Linked DNA regions of Triticum aestivum: region 1 is linked to region 2. The links are chromatin contacts, called in public Hi-C maps. All regions are on one chromosome and are shown on one strand. The core of a region is the stretch at or near the end of the contact, and the rest is flanking DNA. Distances in the headings are between cores, read along the strand shown.

Region 1 (4,115 bases), core at 327-2,826, 210 kb before region 2:
AAATTCCAACCACTTGTTCTTGGATCATAAAAGTCTTGCATACACGACCGCTTACTTGAAGTTAGGACTTATTTGTGCTAGTTCCTACTGCGAAAGACCATACTTGAACAGTCGGAGAATGGGAAGAAATTGTGAACTCACCAGTATCCCATATAGTCAGCTTCAGTTTCTTTCCACCAACAGTAAGAAACTTGATTTTGAAATCAACTCCTGGCAATCAATGTGAAACAAAATTATAAGACATGTGAAGTGTACATATAATACAAAAGAGCATGCAATTTATAAAATAAAATGTGATGGTGTGAAATCAGAGTAGTATACAGAGCTGCATGCACAAGCATAACACCACTGTGATGTCTCAGGCCTAAGGGGTAGACTAGAGTTGGGACATGTCTTAAACGAGTCAGGACATATTGTCTGTCACACAATCTTGAGTTGCATAACACAAAGAGTTCACCCATAGGCCATAAGGCTAAACTGGCGAGAAAACATAGTGGCGGGAAGGACATACATAAGGACAGCGAGTTGAACCATTCCCATAGATTACGTGCAAGGTAAAATTGTCCAAATGACTTTTCTGAGATGGTTGCTTGAGATAGAAATAAGGTAGCACTAGTAAATTTTCTTTAGTGCGCAATCAGGTTTTGCTGCACAAGCATGGATCGCTTTCCTATCTCCCCAAATACTAGCTTCAGCATTTAAGCATTTGGGTTGATGGGGACCAACCTATTAGTGGCATATAAGACCAACTGTAAAGGACATATGGTACTGGAGTGGCATATAAGAGCATTGGAGACTACTAACTCCCAGCCCTGGCCAACGCCAACAAACAACAAGAAAGTGGAGACAATTCAGCAGAATCAAAAGCAGAGAACAGCTCGGACATTAATTAAAACTTAAAAGGAAAAGGTTTCGTTCACCGAAATGGGCGGAATCGCTGATGCCCTTAATCCGCTACCTACTGCCACTACACTATATACTCCGAAGCAATACGACGAGCGTACACTGAACCTCGTACTAGTCTGGTGTACCAAGCAGAGCGAGAGAGCGATCGGACTGGACGTGGCGCGGTGCGGTGGCGGGGTGAGACTAAGAAGACGTACCGATGGTGGGCGCGATGTCGTCGTCGAGGTTGGCTGCGGCGACGAAGCTGACGAGGAGGCTGCTCTTGCCGACGCCCGAGTCCCCGATGAGGAGGATCTTGAAGGAGCACTCGTAGCCGGCGCTGCCCCCCGGCGACACCGGCGACACCCCCATCCCCCCGCGCCGTCCCGGATTCGGCGCCGGTCGAGTCGAAGGTCAGGCGGGGCGGGGCGGAGGATTTAGAGGCGGAGGGGAAGGCGGCAGCGGCAGAGGAGACAGCCCGCCAGCCAGGCTGAGGCTGGTGCTCTCTGGCTTTGACTGGGCGAGAGGAGAGGAGAGAAGAGGTGGGGCGCGACGGCTGGTTTATGGGGTTCCGTCCGGTGGCGGTCCAAGTGGCGCGGTGGCACGCGGGCCGCGTTCCAGTTCAGGGACAAGGCGGAGGCCGGCCGCGCGCGCGTCCGATCGATGATCCGGGTGGAAAACGATGCGTGCCAGTCTGCCTGCCGGGGGAGGGTATGGTATGGGTCGGGTGGTGTTTGGCTTTGTCCCTGCCTGCCTGCCTGCGCGCGGCGCGGCTGGATCGGGTCGGGTCGGGGTGGGCGTTTCTGGCTCGTTGCGGTGAACGCGACGGGGTCCCGGCCCGATCGGCGCGGTGGGGTTGGTTTCTTGACTTGGAGTGATGAATGATGATTTTTTAAACAAATCGGGATGTATGATTGGTGGGGCGAATAATGTTGTTGCTGCGGCAGAGATGGTACGTAGAGTAGTAGGATGTGTGATCGTTGATGGCGATGGGGAGACCAGACCAGGTATACATACTGTATCTTATATACTAGGCGTCATGCAACACCTGGCGACGCGTGTGTCGCTTCGGCCGGCACGTAGCTTTTGTCTGCGTGACACGGCGTTAACGTGTCCGGCCGGCCTCTCCAGGTGAGGTGAGGTGATCGATCATGTCATGTGACTCGGCACGCGTCTGCGTCTAAAACCGTATCCTTGTAGGCTGATATTACGGGTACGTACTTGTATCTTTCGGTTGTTATCTCCAGTGCTCAAGGTGTGCTGGTTGGAGGGTGTAGCTTTCCTATAACTGTGTGGACGCAACGGCACTCGCTGGGAGACTTCTTTTTGTCTCGTGGCGCGTTTTTGTTCAAACTGAGAATGGGATTATACTTTTATGTTAGGGCATCTTTAACGGCAACCCATAATTTTTTTTTCTGCATCCGTCCGCGGGTAGAGGGGCCAATGTGTGGACTGGATGAGGAAGGACGACATCCAACACTAACATGTATATGTCCGCCAGTAAATTCAAATTCAAATATGCTCCAATCCGAACAGCGTGCCGGATCACATCAACGTCGGATCGTAAGCCCGATCACAACCCCAAAAAAGCAAATATGCTTAGTTTTTACATGCCCGAATCCAAAAGAACATCAGTTCGGCAGTCCGTGCATTTCTGCCCTGTTGGCCCGGCAATCCCAGCTGGCCGCTGGCCGACCAAGGTGGTGTCGTCACCGCTACGTTGGCAGCCTCTGCCTCCGCCGCGTCCTCATAGGTCGTCACCACCAACTCATCTTTCTACCACTGCAACATCTAGTAATGGGCGGATTGCATGGTGATTCTTGCGCCGGTATCCAAAGAGTCCATATTCAAGGTCAACATCTTGGCGTCCTCTGCATTGGCAACGATCTTCACCCTTTTTCCCTTGAGTGCGGCCTTCCTCTCTTCGATCATGGTCCTCCTCTTTTCGAGTTTGATCTTCTTGTCTGTTGCCTCTATCAACAATTTGAACCTCTTCGCCTTCCACTCCTCCTTGATTTCCGAGCGCTTCACGCATGACTCCTCCTTCTTCGTCAAGATGTCGCCGAACCCCTCTGCCAGCTTGGCCGCCGCACTTTCTCGCTTCGTCCTCTCTTCCTCCCACTCCTTCCCTCGTAAATTTCTTCTAACATTTTTGGCGGTTCTTGGATTGGGTCGATAGGGTCACCGATTTCTTCCTTGTTAGCTTGGGCAGTGGTCTTGGCAATGAAAAGGCTCCACTCTGGTTGCTCATTCAACTTCAGCCAACAATGCATGACGGTGAAGGAATTCTTCTTCTTCAACTTTTTGTACACCACACAAGTACGAGTAGGCTACAAAGTGAAACATTGCCTACAATGCATATCCGTCTAGCGAGCAACAAAACAATACAGACGTGTTTGGTTGTCTGCATTAGGCCCAACCAGGCCCACATAGGAAGAAAAACATCTGTTTGGTTGTCTGGGCTGCTTCTACATCTTGGGTTGCATGGAACTTAAAGTAGTCTCGGGCCAGTGTCGTGGTACTAAGTCTAACAGTAAGAATAGGGGGTATGTATGAGGAGGCGAGGCCCTAGCTACGACGAGATTGTACACACGAGTTTACGAGTTCAGGCCCCTCTCGGAGGAGGTAAAAGCCCTACGTCTCAGTGCCCTGAGGCGGTCGACTGGAATATGGGTGTGTGTTACAAGGGGTGCGAACCCTTGTCCTTGAGGAGGGGGGTGGCTTATATAGAGTACGCCAGCACCCCGGCCCACCTCCGTTACAGGGGTTCAATGTACATTAAGACATGACATTACTGGTAATGCCAGCTATAAAGTGTATTCAATGATCTTTAAGACTACAGAGTGAATGCCTGACCGTTGTCATCATGAGTGACTCTAGGTCTTCTGTACTCTGAGTGGATTCTTGTATGGTCGAATGACTCCATCCAGGTCGAGTGAAGTGGGGGTATCCGAGTGAGGTGACTGGTCGAGTGGATTGCACTTGGTGGCTTCAGTTGATACTTCCTGATGTGCTTTGAATGTCTTTGCTTCTAGGGTAGTGACCTTGGGTGGGGCTTATAGGTCAGGCCTATGACCCTACCCTAGGTCTATGGCGTCGTCATTAGCCCCCGAATGGATTGAGGTCCAAGTGGAAAGAAAGTTGAAGTTGAACCTGCCTTAATTCTTGTGCTTCACAAGTACCCATACTGGATTGGAGGCCCATGCTGAAACTTCGTCTTCATTTCAGTC
Region 2 (4,229 bases), core at 1,213-3,712:
GTATCTATCCTCAGTGGACCACTATTGTCAAGACAATACCCAACCATGTCGGAGAGAAGAGGAAAAGATTTGTCCGAGAGCAAGAGAGTGCTAGGAAGGATGTCGAGCGTGCCTTTGATATTTTGCAATATCGATGGGGAATCGTTCGGTATCCTGCTAATACCTGGAGCACGCAGAAACTGTGGGAGGTGGTGACTGCTTGTGTGATCATGCATAATATGATCGTGGAAGACGAGCGCCCGGAACGTCTGTATGATCAAGGGTTTCAGTTTCAGGGTGAGAATGTTGTGCCTGAGCATGAAGTAGCGGCAACGTTTGAACAGTTCACCCAATTTCATCAAGACATGCATGCTTGGAAAACTCACGTGCAACTGCAAAATGATTTGGTTGAGCATATGTGGGCTCATGTTGGCAACCAATAGATGTATCTTCTTTTATTCATTTACAAAACTATGTGAGAACTATGTGAGACATTTTTATTTTCATTCAGTTTGTAATAACTATGCTATTTTATTCGATCCAAAACTATGTTATTTGATTCAAACTATGCAAATTCATGCAAAAAAATAGGGGGGGCAGGCGGCCACCCTGCACATATGGGTCAGCGCGTTGGGCACCCTGCCAACCCATATCTAAAACAGGGCGGAAGCCGGGCGAACGGCCGATCCAAACATACAAAAAGCGGACGAAATTGTCGTCCGTTTGAATCGCCCCATTGAAGTGGCTCTCAGGGCCTTTCCAAACGTTTGCCTTGCCGCCGGCAATGCGTACACAATGTGCACCATGATAGTGACGGAGCGAAGGGCATGCCAAAGAATCAATCTAGAGCAAGCTAGATCCTGCTGCTGCTGCTTCCAGCAAGCTTAGTATGTGTGTATTGCTGCGTATATGAAACCTACAACCAATGAAGTTTCAAACTTTGTACGGTCAGGTTAAGCGACCTGTGGTAATGGTTGTGGTTGTGGACGCGTATGAACGACGGCACGCGACATTACCTTGGATCCCGAGGCAGACGACGCCGCGTAGAGTGCGGGCGGCTCTGACAATGGCGTCAGAGTGATGCGACCGGAACTATGTCAACGGCGTTTGGCTCACGCGTTGGCCGATCAGACTGGAGAAGAGTAGTAGTTCTTGTCCACGTGAAGGAGAAGGGATTAAGGACGAAATTATACGTTGCTAGATTTATCTTTAACGTAAAAGGCGAAATCACTAGTTAAGGAATACTTCTTGCGGAGATCACTTCACCTTCCTCATGTTGCGACAAGTGGCACGCTGCATGTGCGTCACTTGTCGCAACCCGGAAGTTTTTTCTTTTTTCGTAGATCCGTTTATTCGAAACGTTTTATCTCTTAAACAGTGCGTCCAAATCTCGAACCGCTTTCGCCGTTGGATTCCTCGCGTCGAGATCTTTAAAACTAGATCTCATATTGATAGGTTTTGATAAACTTTTTTTTTCACGAAAAACAGAAAAAAAAAACCGAACCTGAACGCGGGTTTTTTTCTTTCCGAAAGAGACACGCCCGTGCCTCTGACGAAATCACAACCGTGCCTCTCGCAAAAGCAAAACCGTGCTTCTCGCGAAAGAAAAAAAAGAAAAAACATGTTTTTCCCTTTTCGAAAGAGACACGCCTGTGCCTCTCGCGAAAGCACAACCGTGCCTCTCGCAAAAAAAAATAGAAAACATATTTTTTTTCCTTTCCGAAAGAGGCACGCCTGTGCCTCTCGCGAAAGCACAACCGTGTCTCTCGCGGAAGTAAAATCGTGCCTCTCGCGAAAGAAAAAAACAGAAAACATGTTTTTTTTTCATTTCCGAGGAGGCACGGCCGTGACTCTCGCGAAAACACAACCGTGCCTCTCGCGAAAGGAAAAAACAGAAAACACGTGTTTTTTCCATTTCCAAGAGGCACGGTCGTGCCTCTCGCGAAAGCACAACCGTGCCTCTCGCGAAAACAAAACCGTGCTTCTCACGAAAAAATACGTTTTTTTGCAAAAAAAATATTTTTTTGAAAAAAAAATGGTCGAAAAGCTAGGAAAGACCGGATGAAAAACCAAAACGTAAAAAAACTGGAAAAAAATCCGTTTAAAAAGCCGAAAACGCGTGCGAAAAAATAAAAAAAAAACAAAATTCGGAGGAAGCGTCCAGAGCGCGACACGTGGTGAATGGCTGAAAGTGCGCCAATTGGCGCCGATCGTTGCCAGGCTCTTGAAGGAGCGCTTGTTAATTAGTTGCTCCCCGTAAAAGGAGACGCGGGAGAGAAAATAAAAAAGGCCGTTGGATGGAAAAGAGAGAACAAGAAGCACAGATGGGAGCATGGCGCGGGAGAAGCCCCGTCCGCACGCCATACCAGTCGAGACAGGGACTTGGTTACGTCAACACGAGCCACATATATACCCTGCTCTAGTGAGGGAGCGGCTTTTTCTTTTTTTTTAAGAATTAATGAGGGAGCGAGAGAAGAGGGACAGCGCCTATACGACGCAATAAGCGCTGGTTCAGGCAACTGGTGCCCACAGCCGCATCTGGTGGGCAGGCCCAGGAACAGGCAGAGTAAAAGCGTCCCAAAAAAGTTGTTACGAACAGGAATTGATATCATGCAATTTTAGAAAGACGTGATTTTTTGGAGAAAAAATGTAAACAAAGTTAAAAAAAATCGCGAATTAGGGAAAAAATCATGTATTCAAAAAATCATCAATTTGAAAAAAAATCATTGATTTGAAAATAGTTCATTGATTTTGAAAAAAAAATCATCAATTGCCAAAATGGTTTACAAATTTCAAAAAAAGTTCATCGATTTCAAAAAAAGTTCATCGGTTTGAAGAAAAGTTCATCGATTTTCAAAAAAGTTCAGAAATTCGGAAAAGAGTTCATCCATTTTTCTTTGAAAAAGCGCATGAATTTTCAAGAAGTTCTCTATGATTTTTTAAAAAAATTCATCAATTTTCAAAAAAGATTCCACAAATTCGAATAAAGTTCATCAATTTCAAAAAAAATCATCGACTTGGACAAAAGTTTGTCAATTTTGAAAAAAAGTTCACAAATTAAAAAATAAGAGTTCATCCATTTTTAAAAAGAGTTCACAAATTCAAATAAAAGCTCATCAATTTCCAAAAAATCATCAATTTGGAATAAAGTCACAGATTTTGAAAAAGTTCATGAAATTAAGAAAAATAAAACAAAAGGAAACAAGAAAAAGAAAAAAAAAGATAGAAGAAAATTCAGGAAAAGGAGAAGTAACCACAACGGGCGAGGTTACCGAGGTGGTCATGCCCTTTTATCATTAACTGCGAGCTCACAGGTTTGAGTCATGGCGAATTCACCTGCGCAAGCGTATTTATGTGGTTTTAAGAGAAAAAGACCTAAACGGGCCAGCCCAGATAGGCCGGGTGGTTGCTACTTGTGAGCTGTGTTGGAATTTTCCTGAATAGGAGAGGATGATACAGTACAATAGAGATAAGTATTTTTTTTCAGTTAAGAACCAAGGTTATCAATCCAGTAGGAGAACCACACAGGACCCCGTGAACAACACCTGCATAGTTATGACGATATTCAAGGCAATGATCATGTGTGCATCACGTCTAAGACAAGTACACCGACTCCTGCGTGTATCTACTACTATTACTCCACCAAACGACTGATATCCAGCCTGCATCTCCATCAAGGTTGTCCGCCCCACAACCACACCATGCCATAATCGGCCCATGCCCGCGTTTCGAATGAGCTTATTGCTGGCGTTCGCAGTTCCACCGGCGGGAGAGAAGCTACGACCGTCAACCCCAACAACTTCTGGCAGGCGCTGCATTTCTGCAGGGCGCCCGCTGATTCGTCCATTTTGCATCATGCTTTTATATTGATATTTATTGCATTATGAGTTGTTACACATTATAGCACAATACTTATGCCTTTTCTCTCTTATTTTACAAGGTTTACATGAAGAGGGAGAATGCCGGCAGCTGGAATTCTGGGCAGGAAAATGAGCAAATATTAGAGACATATTCTGCACAACTCCAAAAGTCCTGAAACTATACAGAGAATCATTTTGAAATTAATAAAAAATATTGGGCAAAGAAAGCACTAGAGGGGACCCACCAGGCAACCATAAGGGTGGGGGCGCGCCCTACCCCCCTGGGCGCGCCCCCTGCCTTGTCGTTCACCTGTCAGGCCCCCGGTGCCCATCTTTTGCTATATGAAGGGTTTTTACTTGGAAAAAAATCATAAGGAAGCTTTCGGACGA

Evidence for each region. Hi-C and Micro-C count contacts between places; a contact is called where the count stands out from the background.
Region 1: a Hi-C map of leaf shows a contact between it and region 2, with 5 times the contacts expected there. The contact joins the promoter of LOC123119363 here to the enhancer-like site in region 2. A contact is called at or near these places in 2 of 5 Hi-C or Micro-C datasets (both in leaf) and 1 of 1 datasets of contacts at active chromatin or transcription factors (leaf).

What each region holds. Positions count from the first base shown.
Region 1 is chr1B:275,565,671-275,569,785 of IWGSC CS RefSeq v2.1, reverse strand. LOC123119363 (ras-related protein RABC2a) reads right to left here and starts at 1,576. Exons shown (of 6, transcript XM_044539156.1): 1 at 1,104-1,576; 2 at 142-210. The coding sequence starts at 1,257.
Region 2 is chr1B:275,352,829-275,357,057 of IWGSC CS RefSeq v2.1, reverse strand. No RefSeq gene overlaps it. Among protein-coding and RNA genes, the nearest start is that of LOC123119327, 25 kb to the right of the region's middle. Within about 2 kb of position 2,462, at least 1 of the 8 cell types and tissues checked has an H3K27ac peak or open chromatin away from gene starts, as enhancers often do. A contact at or near this core is called in leaf, where this site is marked.